3 separate regions of the Mus musculus genome follow, and all the other regions are linked to region 2. The links are chromatin contacts, called in public Hi-C and HiChIP or PLAC-seq maps. All regions are on one chromosome and are shown on one strand. Each heading gives the region's core, a stretch centred on a gene start, on an enhancer-like site or on the middle of the called end of the contact. The rest is flanking DNA. Distances are from core to core; before and after follow the strand shown. Region 1 overlaps Zmynd8 (zinc finger, MYND-type containing 8). Region 2 has its middle 6.0 kb from the start of Gm31117. Region 3 overlaps Sulf2 (sulfatase 2).

Region 1 (4,043 bases), core at 115-2,614, 940 kb before region 2:
GGAAACGACCTCAGGGTCCTGAAAGCATTACTTTTAAAAGCGGTTTGCACAGAGGTGTTCATTTACTCCAGGAAGACAGAAGGGATAAATAAGTCTACATCAAACAGCAGGCCACAGAGCCACGGAACTCCTTCTGAAGCCAGATCCAACCAAGAGAACCAGGGAGGCGAGGTTCTTTCCCAACACGCCTGAAGCTAACCCTCCAAAACACCTGGACGAAGCCCCCCCTCACCAAGCTTGGCAGACAACCAGAAAACATTTTGCAATAACAAGGTCACAGGCTGCTAAGACAATATATAAAAACAATAGCCGTAGTCACTAGTGATAAAAGGTAGAGTTCGGGCTGGTGAGATGGCTCAGTGGTTAAGAGCGCTGACTGCTCTTCCAAAGGTCCTGAGTTCAAATCCCAGCGACCACATGGTGGCTCACCACCACCCGTAATGAAACCTGATGCTCTCTTCTGGAGTGGCTGAAGACAGCTACAGCGTACTTACATATAATAAATAAATAAATAAAGGTAGAGTTCGCTTTTAAGAACAACACAGTACCCCTCCGCCACCTTCACTCTGTGATGGCATTCTCCAAAGTTCCACGCACAGCCTGTTTTAAGCTCCCACCTGTCATGTTGTCCAAAGAAACGGGCGTCAACCTGCCCGTCTTTGTCCCTCAGAGCTTTCGCTGGCCAGAATGGAAATCCTTTCAGTTTTGCCCAGACCAAAGGGTGCGGATTGCTCTAGAAGAACAACAAAAGGCAGGGTTGGCGTTATATTTGGCAGCAAGACACACATTCAAGTCTGAAAGGTAACCTGAACGCAGGGAGGCAGGGAGGGCACAGCCCTGTGCTGATTAATTAGGCTTCCGTCAACCTGGCACAAGCAGAGTCATCTGGGAAGAGGGAACCTCAAGTAAGAAACAGCCTCCGTCGGACAGGCCTGTAGACAGAGCTGGAGGGCGTTTCCTTGATTGACATCTGTTGTGGGCGGGTCCAAGCCGCTGCTGGGCAGGTGGTCCTGGGTGTATTTACAAAGCAAGCTATGCAGGCCCTGAGAAGCAAGGCGGAGTGAGCCGATCTCCTCCAGGTCCTGTCTTAAGTTCCCTGGATAAAGGACTATATAAGCTAGAAGATGAAATTTACCCATGCCTCCCCAAGCTGCTGCAGGCCTGGGTGTTTATCACAGTAATTAGAAAGCAAAATAGGACATGAGCCAGGCAAGCAAGGGGACCCCCGGCAGGCGTGTAGCCTGAACAGCGCCTGCGCGAAGCTGAAAGCTAAAAGAGTGAATAAGGCTTGGGTCCTGGCTGACCCAAAAAGTCCACCTCCTTAGGCACCGCAGAAACAGTCACCACCTACTCTGTGCTAAGTTTGTACAAAATGTGGAGTTACACAAAAGTAAGAAGCTGCAGGAGCCATACTGTGTGCTGGGGCTCCCCCAAGCTTTAGCTCCACTGGTGTTTATCTCCAGAGGCAAGGAGAGGCCTGAGCCATCCTTTACTTAGCCGGTCTTGCCTGTTCGAACCCTCCACGCCACCGCTCTCTCCACCTCACCATGCCCAACTCTGGAGACCAGTGGTTCTCAACCTGTGGGTCTCGGCTCCCCTAAGGTCAATGGAAAATATAATTTTACTCTATGATCCATAACGGCAGCAAAATTACAGTTAGGAGATAGCAGCAAAACGTTTTTACGGCTAAAGGAACTGTACCAAAGGCTCACAGCATTGGGAAGGCTGGAAACCATTGCTTAAAACGTACTGGATTTGGTCAACGCCCAACACTGTCGAAGAAGAGTTTACCACATAGCTTTGCACTTCCATAAACCAACGATCTCTCTGGAGAGACAGACAGTCCCCCAGGGATGTGTATCTAGGGTCTTAAAACAGGAACTAACCAGACTTTATTTCAAATGACACAGCAAGCTGCAGCTGCGGTTCTGACACATCCTATGGTCTGCACCCCAATTGTCACAGTCCCCCTCGACAGTCAACCCAGTTACCAGGACACTTAATTCTGGAACAAAACGGTTCCGCCCAAGAGGCCGCCAAAGCCTGCTCAGTTCCCCTCCGCCCTGACTTTTTCAGAACAACTTCCATTAGAGCTTCCCAGTCTCGTCTCGTAAGTCCCCGGAGAGGGTCATCTCGGTGTAGCCACCAAAGGCACCAGAGTTTCCAAAAGTGAAACCAAAGAACGGGATCCAACTTACACAGGGCTCACAGAACCAGTTGTCTCGTTTTTGGCAAGCTGCAAGATAACATTCTGGACAGACTTCGATTTCATTCATCTGTAAAGAGAAAGATACATTAGAGTGTGGGGTCCCCGGGGCCTCCCATCTGGAAGCCCTACTAAGAGTGTGGGGCTCCCGGGGGTCCCCCATCTGGAAGCCCTACTAAATCCCCGACCCCTTTCCGTGCTTGGACTTTCATTTCAAGATCAGATTTTCTTCTTTTAGTTCTTCTTCTGTTTTTTTGGTTTTTGGTTTTTCAAGACAGGGTTTCTCTGTATAGCTCTGGCTGTCCTAGAACTCACTTTGTAGACCAGGCTGGCCTCGAACTCAGAAATCCACCTGCCTCTGCCTCCCGAGTGCTGGGATTAAAGGCGTGCACCACCACGCCCGGCTAGTTCTTCTTTTGTATTACAGGGCAGGCAGAGAGCGGCAGAATCTTGCCAGGTAGCTCAGGCTGGCCTCAAAGTGACCAAGAGAGTCTCCTGCCTCCGCCTCCCAAGTGCTGAGACCATAGGTTCACAACAGTACACACTCAGTTTGCTGACTGACTAATAACAACCAGGACATCAGCCACACCATGGCTGTCCTGCCCACCTTTAAGATGATATTCAAACAGGTGGACAGCACAGCTTAGAACCCACCAATGGTCTCACCTAAAGTCAAAGTTTACCCCGGACAAGCCCAGAGGCTTCAGAAAACAAGCCGCACATGACTCTGGGCCTGCACCACTTCATAGGTGGTCCAGGATGATGCACCACACACACAGAATCCACACAGCAGCTAACTCCACAGACTGAGCCCTACTGAGATATCCTGTGGTATCTACGGTCACGACACCTTAACACAACCAAGCCTACGTCTTCCACGCCTGAGTGTCTATTTACTTCTCACAGTGGGACAAGGTCAGACCACGATCATCTCATTTTAACTGCAGAAAGGGATGAAGCCCTAAAAATTCAAATATCCTACTGAGGGTCCCCTGTGGCAGAGAGAGGTAGGGCAGGGAATTGAACCCGGGCAGTGGATCTCTAAAGCCTGTGTCTCCTCAACATACTTAGCAGCTATTATTTTCCCGGTATTGGCGCTCTCACATTGCTCCTTGCCTCCTGATGCCATGCAGGGCCCATGTATGTAGCAGGTGATCTGCTACATCGTCATTCCTCAGCCCACATCCGTCCGCCTGAGCTAGTGTAACTAGGGACTGAAGTGGGAGGGAGCACTGTACCCCTCCTTCCAAAGGATAAGAGTGAGGGGTGCGTCAAGGCTTGCTGCCAACGCAATACAACCAGAAAGGACAGTGAAATGTTACTGTCTGCTGATCACCTGCAGGAAATACACACAGACGTATACTTTTTAAATTTACATAGATGGGCTGGAGAGGTGGCTCAGAGGTTAAAGGCACCTGATGTTCTTGCAGACAACATGGGTTCAGTTCCCAGCACCCACCTCAGGAAGCTTGAAAGCACAGGTAACTCCATTTCTAAGAGCATGGCCTCTGGTCCCTTCAGGCATCTGGATACTCATGATGGACATAAATACAAAGGTACCCATAAACACAATGAAGGAATGAAGGAATGAATGAATGAGCGAGTAAATGAATGAGTGAATGAATCTTTTACAAAGATAGGCCCTTCCTGTGCTGAAAGAACACACAGTTTCACACACTTGCACCCAGGTAGGTGTCCACACTGACATAGCTATCCTGGAAGCAGTCAGAAAATTGCCACCAACTAGTAGAAAGGCCCCATCTCTTGACATCATTGACATGCTGTTATCTGGGAATTTCATGCCTGAGAACCACACAATCAAGTTAGATGAGGGGGG
Region 2 (4,028 bases), core at 354-2,853:
AAACATGGATGCCAGGTACCTCTGAGTAGACAAGAAATGAGATGTGGCTGAAAGCCAGATGTGGCAACACTCACCTGTAATCAGCTCTCGGAGATGGGAACAGGACAACCAAGAGGGTCAGTGTCACCATTGTCTACACCGTGAGTTAAATGCCAGATTGGACCTTATCAGACTTTTCAAAAACAAACAAACAAACAAACAAACAACAAACAAACAAACAAAAACGGAAGCATTGGTGACAGATATAGCAGGAACCACCATTCCTGAAGTACATCAAAGAAGAAATAGGAGCTAGAAAAACAGAGAGAAAGCAGGTGACTTATCCAAAGTCACATGACAGACAGCATAGGCTCTAGAGCACATGTCCTGAGTTCAGGTCCCAGCTCCATTACTGATCGCCTGTATGACCTTTGGAATGTTAGCCCTTTTATGTCTCCATTATCCCATCTTTGAGTTCTTCTGAGAGGCAGGACACCATGTGGAAAACATTCTACAGTCTTGATTTAAAATGTTATTAGTGTTTTCCTCGGTGTATCATTGCACCCATTTCAATCCCCACGGTATGCACGGCTTCACAAAGATCATCTATCCTGGAGTTGTTGACAGGTCCTCACAGTTTGTACCAATTCCTCAACCAGGCCTTTGCACGCAGAAAGCTCAGCACACAGTCTCACTGTTGCTGCAGTCTGATGCTAACTCTGTGCTGATGACTGTCGTTAGGAATCATCTTAATAGGGCCGGGCCGGGGCGTAGCTCAGTGGATAGACTGCTTTGCCTAGCATGCATAAAGAAAGCTTTAGTTCAGTCCACACACCTCATAAAACCAGGTACAGTGGCACGCATCTGCGGTATCCCAACAAGTGGTGATAGAAAGCGGGAGGAAGGGCTGGAGAGATGGCTCGGTAGTTAAGAGCACTGACTGCTCTTCTGAAGGTACTGAGTTCAAATCCTAGCAACCACATGGTGACTCACTCGGAATGAGATCTGACGCCCTCTTCTGGTGCATCTGAAGACAGCTACAGTGTACTTATGTATAATAATAAATCTTTGAAAGAAAGAAAGAAAGAAAGAAAGAAAGAAAGAAAGAAAGAAAGAAAGAAAGAAAGAGGATGGGGATCAGGGCCAACCTTAGCTACTTAGTGATATCGAGCCCAGGCTAGGCCATATCAAATATTGTCTTAAAAGCAGGGGTGGTGGTGGTGGGGGCTTTATAAATAGGGCTGGGGAAGTGGCTCAGTGGCAGAGCACCAGGCTCTATCCATAGCTGCTTCCTCAAAAAGTTTTATAAAGACGTCCCATACAGCAATCAGAAACCCAGAAAACTACATCACAAAGTGACAGGACTGGAGAAATATTCAGCATCTTATACAGACAGAGGATTAGTGCCCCAAACATATAAGGAACTAACTGCAGACTTTTTTGAAGGGAGATGGAGGTGGGATTGAATAAAGAGCCTGGTGCATTCTGGGCCAGCGTTCTGCCACTGGGTTGGAAGCCATAGCTTCGGGTTCGGGTTACAAAAACCCAAAGTGCCGGAGGATAGGGCAGGATGTGAAGAGAGAGCCAGGCAGCTCCCAGAGAGGACAAGCAGATGGCTGAGAGCACACGAGATGCCTCAGCCTCGAAGGTTGCGAAATCCAAACTGCGGAAGTTTCTGTTAGCACGCGCCAGTGACAAGCAGGAAACAAAATCATAGGCTCCAGCAAGCTGACACCATCGTTTGGAGGGAAATTTTCAGTTTTATGAAATTAAAATTATACTTCCATTCAGTTGTAATATTCCCTCCCCCACCTCACCTTCCCTTCCTTGCCTCCTTTAAAAAAAAAAAAACTTTGGGGGTCTACTTTTTTCATATGGGTGTTTTGCCTGCACATATATATCTTTGTGTATCTGATACTTGTGAAGGTAGGAAGAAGGTGTCTGATCTCTTGGGACTGAAGTTACATTTTCAAGCCACCATTTGTTGGGGACTGAACCCAGGTCTTCTGGAAGAGCAGCCAGTGCTCTTAGCTACTGAGACACCTCTCCAGCCCTGCCTCTTTTTTTTTTTTTTTTTTTTTTTTTTTTGATTTTTCAAGACAGGGTTTCTCTGTATAGCTCTGGCTATCCTGGAATTCACTTTGTAGACCAGGCTGGCCTCGACCTCAGAAATCCGCCTGCCTCTGCTTCCTGAGTGCTGGGATCAAAGGCGTGCGCCACCACGCCCGGCTCAGCCCTGCCTCTTTTTAAAGACAGTATCTCAGCCAAGCGTGGTAGCACACATTTTTAGTCCCAGCATTCGGGAGGCAGAGGCAGGCAGATCTCTAAAAGATCTGGTCTACATATGGAGTTCTAAGCCTGCCAAGGCTATGTAGTCAGACCCTGTCTCAAAACAAAAACAAATACAAAAACAAAACCCACCAAACAAGCAAACAAGCAGTGTCTCGTGTATCTCAGGTTGATCTCTGACTTGCAATGTAGCCAAGACTGTATTCAAATACCTGGCCCTCTTTTGGGTTATTTCACCTCCTGTCATCCAGGGAAACATACCGACTTGTGCCCTGCTTTTAGTGACTTTGTGATGGCCATAAACCAAAGACACTCTAGACACTCCCAAGGAACGAACTGATGGATAAGCTACAGTATAGCAAGTCATAAAGTACAAACAGCCAGAATGCTTTTGTGGGTTTTTTTTATGGTAAATCTGCACTAGGAATTTGGACCAGAGAGGGGAAAGGCCAATTGTAATGAAGGCCACTGTGCTGCCATAAACAGTTTACCATTAAAGCTGGCTGACCAACAGCTCCAGGGTCCCTCTGCGTGAACTCTTTGAGACTCACTCTGGGTGGCACCGTGCCCCAGGCTGGGGGAGGAATGACTTTGAGACGCTTAGCTCCGATTCTACTACCAACTCTGTTCTGCACAGACTGGGTAGCCATCCTGGAACTGCCACCCTCACATCCCCTGGGAGGGAAGCAAGCACAGCCACCCCTGAGGACCTGAGCAGAACAGGCCTGCCAGGTAAGATTTTGTTCCCTTCCTACAGTCTATGAAGGCAGCATGCTGTTCCCATTGCTCTGGAGCTGAGCTAGAAATCTCTCAAGCTTCCCTGCCCTCCAGGAGAAGGTAAGCATCTTTCTCATGGATGCCAGGTCCTGCACTGCCAGACAGCAAGGCCTCTCCCTCTTCGGTACCCACAAGCTGCCCCTCAGAGGCAAGTCATCCCTTAATGCAGAGACGGGCAGCTCCTCTAACCTCCCTCAACTGCAATCACAGCCTCTTTCAGCAGGAATCCCTTTCTCCTAAACAGTCCCAGAGTCTCAACCTGAGCTGGTCTAGGATGCGAGTCTTGTTATTGTCCTACGATCAGTAAAGGACATGGGGCCGGCCATTTTTTCTGTATCTTCTGGATGTATTTCAGAGATGGGAAGGTTTCTGGAAGGTGGGATAGCCTGCAGTCTCCTGCAGTGTCACACAGCCCTGGGTTTGAGTTCTAACTTCAGCACCCCTCTGCTGTGTGGCTGTGGGAATTCACTCTCCCTCTCTGAGCCTTGACCTGTCTCCACCTCTGCAGACCCTTGCAGGGGCGTTGCAGCGATGGTGGGATGCTGTGGAATTGCACTCAGCTCCCTGCTGAGGGCCTGGCGTGAGGAGGGATCCTCCGAGCCGGCCATCCTAGAAACAGAAAGAAAGCCTTCCCAGAAGAAATCAGTGGGAATTGAAAGGGACTTGAAGAGAAGAGGAAGGAACAAGTGTGGTCAGTGACAGCTGTGACCGGGGAGAGGGACTCTCTCCAGGGAGGGGGACTGCCTACTGAGGACCATGGTGCCCATGAACAGTGGCGGGGACCGGCCTTAGGAAGAACGTGGTCTGTGACAGCGCATCCTGGGTACCTCACTCCTCTTTAAGTTCTTTGACTTTGGGGCAGGTATGCAAAGCACTCCCCACAGCTGTGTCACTATGGTCACTTTAGAAGCCAGACCGGTCCCTTTCTGGGGCTGTCTGGGGCTGTCCTGGATTGGAGCATCTGGCCACTACATCCATGGTTT
Region 3 (3,803 bases), core at 707-3,206, 640 kb before region 2:
CCTCAGCTGCCTGCTCAGGAGCACCAGCCCCCCCCCCCCCCCGCCCCCATCCCCAGCTGGTCTCCCTGCCTCACACCCTCATCCTCAAGCCAGCCCCTCCCTACTCACAGTTAGGCTCGCCTGGGTCCCTACATCTCCCTGCCATCTACCCTTCTTCCTGAGCCTGGGCGACATCTCCAAGATCCTGAAGAGACTGTGCCTACTACAGGGCTCTGCATCTGCCGCCCTGCCCCCAGAGCACAGATCCCACCACACCACTCAGTGCTAGAGGTCCTGTCCCCACCAGGTCCCTTGTGTACCCTGTTGTGGCTGTTTTATCCTTTTCTGCCCACCAACACCTGCTTCCCTTGCTTCCTTCTCAGTGGGTCCCGCTTCTGTCTCACAGTGCACCTAGCCCACAACCGACCCTCTTGTGACTAGTAAGTATGACACCAGCAATCACATTTGACCTCAGCACCCTTATCCTCAGAGAGTGGCCAGCACCAACAAACTCCTGCACCCACTGGTTTTGGCTCACAGGAGGTCCTGGCAGAAGATCAGAGAAGGAAATTGAGGCTTGTATCTGAATTCCCCCTCCTTCCTCTCTGTGTGTGGGCAGAGGGTATGACAGTGTCGGGTGGCTCTGCATCCGGGTTCCAGTAACTAACCTGAGGGCACAGCAGCCTCCCTGTATGCTTTCTTCAAGCCCGTTCACCCCTAGCAAAGACGCTAAACCCTCTGTGACTTGGCCAAACCCAAGATCACGTGACTATGTAAGAATGCCCACATCCCACGTGACTGCTGGGGCGTGGTCCTCAGGGGCTGCTCTTCATTTACTGTTTTATCCCTTTTTTGCCCTTTGACCTTTGCTTCCTGTTGCCAAGTACGTGGCAGTTCTGAAGCACAAGGTGGCCTCGAGGACAGATGTGACACAGAAGGGATGACAGAGTAGAAAGCTAGAGACATCTTGACACTACCACTCCAATTCTGGACCACCGGCCCCAGACATTTTTATGTGTCGAAGAAGCAATGCTAGGTTTCATTTTCCCAAGCAGCCAAGCCTAATTCTGACACACTTTCTAGAATTCAGACGAACCTGCCCCTCAACACCCTTGTCGACGAATAAAACTAGAAAACCCTCGCAGGAATGCACTTGGCAGTTTGAACCCAGGATGGGCCACTCCTGAGATAACCTGCATCCACACGCCTTCATTTCGCTGGTGAGTGGCAGCTGGAATGTTCAGAATGGATGTCGGTGGATGAAGCTGCCCTGAACTGCTGCCTGGAATCTGGGTGCATCTCCCTAGCTGCCTGCCATCTGGCCCCCGTGAGAGCCGAGGGTTTCCAACCCATCCCTTGGTTACCGGTCAGCAGGGGAGTGTAGTCTCCTCATCTGCCAGATGGAACGTGGAAAATGGGGCTGCCGGGTTCTCCTTTCCCGGGTCTGCTTTGCGCAGGATGTGGACGTCAGAGCTGGGGTCCTGAAGGCCTCAGTGTCCAGTAAGTGTACCCAGTAAGGTGCACAAAGCCTAGGAGCTGTACCTTGTCCCACTGTCCCCACTACATGCCTGAACCTCAGAAATCAAGGCTCACCCTCAGCTTCAGACTCCACCATGGCTGTCTGTGGAGTGGCTCCTCCCTTGGGGGCACTGAGCAACCCCATCACCTTTCCCCCACAGCTTTGCAGTCCCTGGAGATGTTCTCCACAGGTCTTACTTGTGACCTATCTGCCCATCTTTCCAGCTTTGCCTCTGAGCCTGCACCACTGCAATAGAGCACTGGCTGGGCTCCTCTTGTGCCTGGACAGCTGTAGACTCCGCACCTGCCTCACTGTACAGTCAGCCTCTTCTCCACCTAGTGAAATGGAAGTCAGACTGTTTCCCTTCTCTGACCCATGTATGCCTGACATCCACCCTCCCCAGAAAGTCAAGTCCTCTCCCTGGTTCAGCCTCAAGCCCTCACATGATGAACATCACCATCAGCACGCCTCAGACTTCCCATTTTCTGTGCCCTGGGTCACAGTGCTGCCACTCTGTCAGCCTGCATGCCTCTGGCCCTTTGCACCAACTATTACTGCTGCTTGAATGTGCTTCCTAGAATTCCTGTTAATAAGTTCCCTGGCCTTTCTTGATCCTGTGTCCCCTTTATCAATGAGATCATTATGGATAAAGTTTCACACGACCTCCCCACCCCCACAACTCCCTTCCCTCTTTGCTTGACTTCTGATCCTTTCTCACCACCTTCCCTGTCATATGCAGTTTTTTTTTTCCTCTCCTCCTCCTCCTTCTTCTTGTTTTGATTTTCCGAGACAGGGTTTCTCTGTGTAGCTCAGGCGGTCCTAGAAGTGACTCTGTAGCCCAGGCTATCTCGGAACGCAGAGATCTTCCTGCCTCCGTCTGCAAGTGCTGGGATTACAGGTGTGGACCGCCACTGCCCAGCTTTTAGTTTGTGTGTTTTGTCTTGGTTATTGACACACAGCTGTGCTAGACGCCCAGCGCTGCAGTAAAGATTCTGTTACTTTGTTGCTCTTTGCACATCAGTCAAGATTCTGTCTAGTTTGTTACTTTGTTGCTAGTTACCCTTCTCTAAGAACAAGTGCTCAGTGAATGAGGATGACGGAGCAAGTGAGGGTCGCATGGTTCATCATCCTGCAGCAGATGTGTGGGGAAACGCTGAACACCCCCTAACTTAACAGTCCCGGCTGCTTGTGTCCTCCAGAGCCAATGTCCAGTTTCCCTTGAGGGAAACCTGCCCAGCTCACCTCAATCCCAGGCTAGAGATTTCTGGGCTGTCTAATGGCCCTGCTGGCTGCACTGGCCTTTATACAGAAGTGCTTAGCAAGCTGTCTGAAGGCAGAGCCAGCTTGGAAGAAGGTAGAGATGAGGTCACACAGAGACCGGTGACATCTGGAGGAGGCCTTGGGACAGAGGGAGGGAGACAGAGACAGCGGGGTAGGCAGGGAGGATGCACGGGCCGGGCCAATGTCTCTCGGGCTGGGCCCCGGCCTGAAGCGAGGATGGAGAGACAGAGAGACAGACCCGGGGACGGCGAGACACACGGAAGCTGGGATGGTGCCTCTTGGTCGGATGCGGACTCGGGCTTGGTCCCCGGTGAGCAGAAGGATCTAAACGCACCTGAAACTCCAAGTACGCTTGAACTTCTCATTTCAATCCCCAGTAAGTTGCTGGTTCCAGTTCATCCAGCATTGCTTGGGCTGAGTTACAAGAAGTCACTTGTAACCAGGAGAGGCGAGACCTATGCTTGTCTGATTTTGTTTTCTTTTTGAGACAGTCTCATTATCTTCCAGGTTGGCCTGGAACTTGTGATCCTCTTGCCTCTACCTCCTGAGTGCTGGGGTGACAGACATATACAACCATGCCTGGGTTCATTCATGAGCTGTCATAGCTGATGAGATACCTGTCCCCACACCACCTTAATGGCCCATCTGACAGTGCCACATAGCTGACCTTTAACACTTATGATGGAACAATCCTATCTAATAGATCTGCTCCAGGCTATGTGTGACTCTCCCTGGGCTCTCTCAGAAGCCAGCTGAGCTCTGGAGATGCCCTGAAGTTGGCCTGCATCCACTTAACTTGGTCAGTGCTGGCAGAACCCAGCATTTCCTTGGCTTCCCTGGGCACAGCGCAGCGTTGTGACAGGACTGTGGTGTCACACATAAGCCCATGCTGCTGTTCTGCTAGTGTTCCTGTGTATTTTTAGAGATGTCCTCACTCTCTGCAAGTGGACAGACAACCCAGGTGCTCAGTCACTAGTGCTCTGGGAACCCAGCACCCAACGATTCCAAATGACAACCAGGGAAC

Evidence for each region. Hi-C and Micro-C count contacts between places; a contact is called where the count stands out from the background. HiChIP or PLAC-seq counts read pairs in DNA pulled down with a chosen protein or histone mark.
Region 1: an H3K27ac HiChIP or PLAC-seq map of microglia shows a contact between it and region 2, with 4 times the contacts expected there. The contact joins two enhancer-like sites. A contact is called at or near these places in 2 of 115 datasets of contacts at active chromatin or transcription factors (embryonic stem cells and microglia).
Region 3: a Hi-C map of bone marrow-derived macrophages shows a contact between it and region 2, with 17 read pairs. The contact joins two enhancer-like sites. A contact is called at or near these places in 7 of 39 promoter capture datasets (cranial neural crest, frontonasal cranial neural crest, liver and 4 more), 2 of 484 Hi-C or Micro-C datasets (bone marrow-derived macrophages and embryonic stem cells), 8 of 115 datasets of contacts at active chromatin or transcription factors (SST interneurons, VIP interneurons, bone marrow-derived macrophages and 5 more) and 1 of 9 other capture datasets (embryonic stem cells).

The regions. Positions count from the first base shown.
Region 1 is chr2:165,832,692-165,836,734 of GRCm38.p6, forward strand. It overlaps Zmynd8 (zinc finger, MYND-type containing 8), which reads right to left. Exons shown (of 23, transcript NM_001363020.1): 9 at 2,199-2,276; 10 at 618-733. Among named protein-coding and RNA genes, the nearest start is that of Gm11465, 47 kb to the right of the region's middle. Within about 2 kb of position 1,365, at least 31 of the 459 cell types and tissues checked have an H3K27ac peak or open chromatin away from gene starts, as enhancers often do. A contact at or near this core is called in microglia, where this site is marked.
Region 2 is chr2:166,770,043-166,774,070 of GRCm38.p6, forward strand. No RefSeq gene overlaps it. Among named protein-coding and RNA genes, the nearest start is that of Gm31117, 6.0 kb to the left of the region's middle. Within about 2 kb of position 1,604, at least 81 of the 459 cell types and tissues checked have an H3K27ac peak or open chromatin away from gene starts, as enhancers often do. A contact at or near this core is called in bone marrow-derived macrophages and microglia, where this site is marked.
Region 3 is chr2:166,125,340-166,129,142 of GRCm38.p6, forward strand. All of the region lies in intron 2 of Sulf2 (sulfatase 2), which reads right to left. Among named protein-coding and RNA genes, the nearest start is that of Gm52534, 7.0 kb to the left of the region's middle. Within about 2 kb of position 1,957, at least 15 of the 459 cell types and tissues checked have an H3K27ac peak or open chromatin away from gene starts, as enhancers often do. A contact at or near this core is called in bone marrow-derived macrophages, where this site is marked.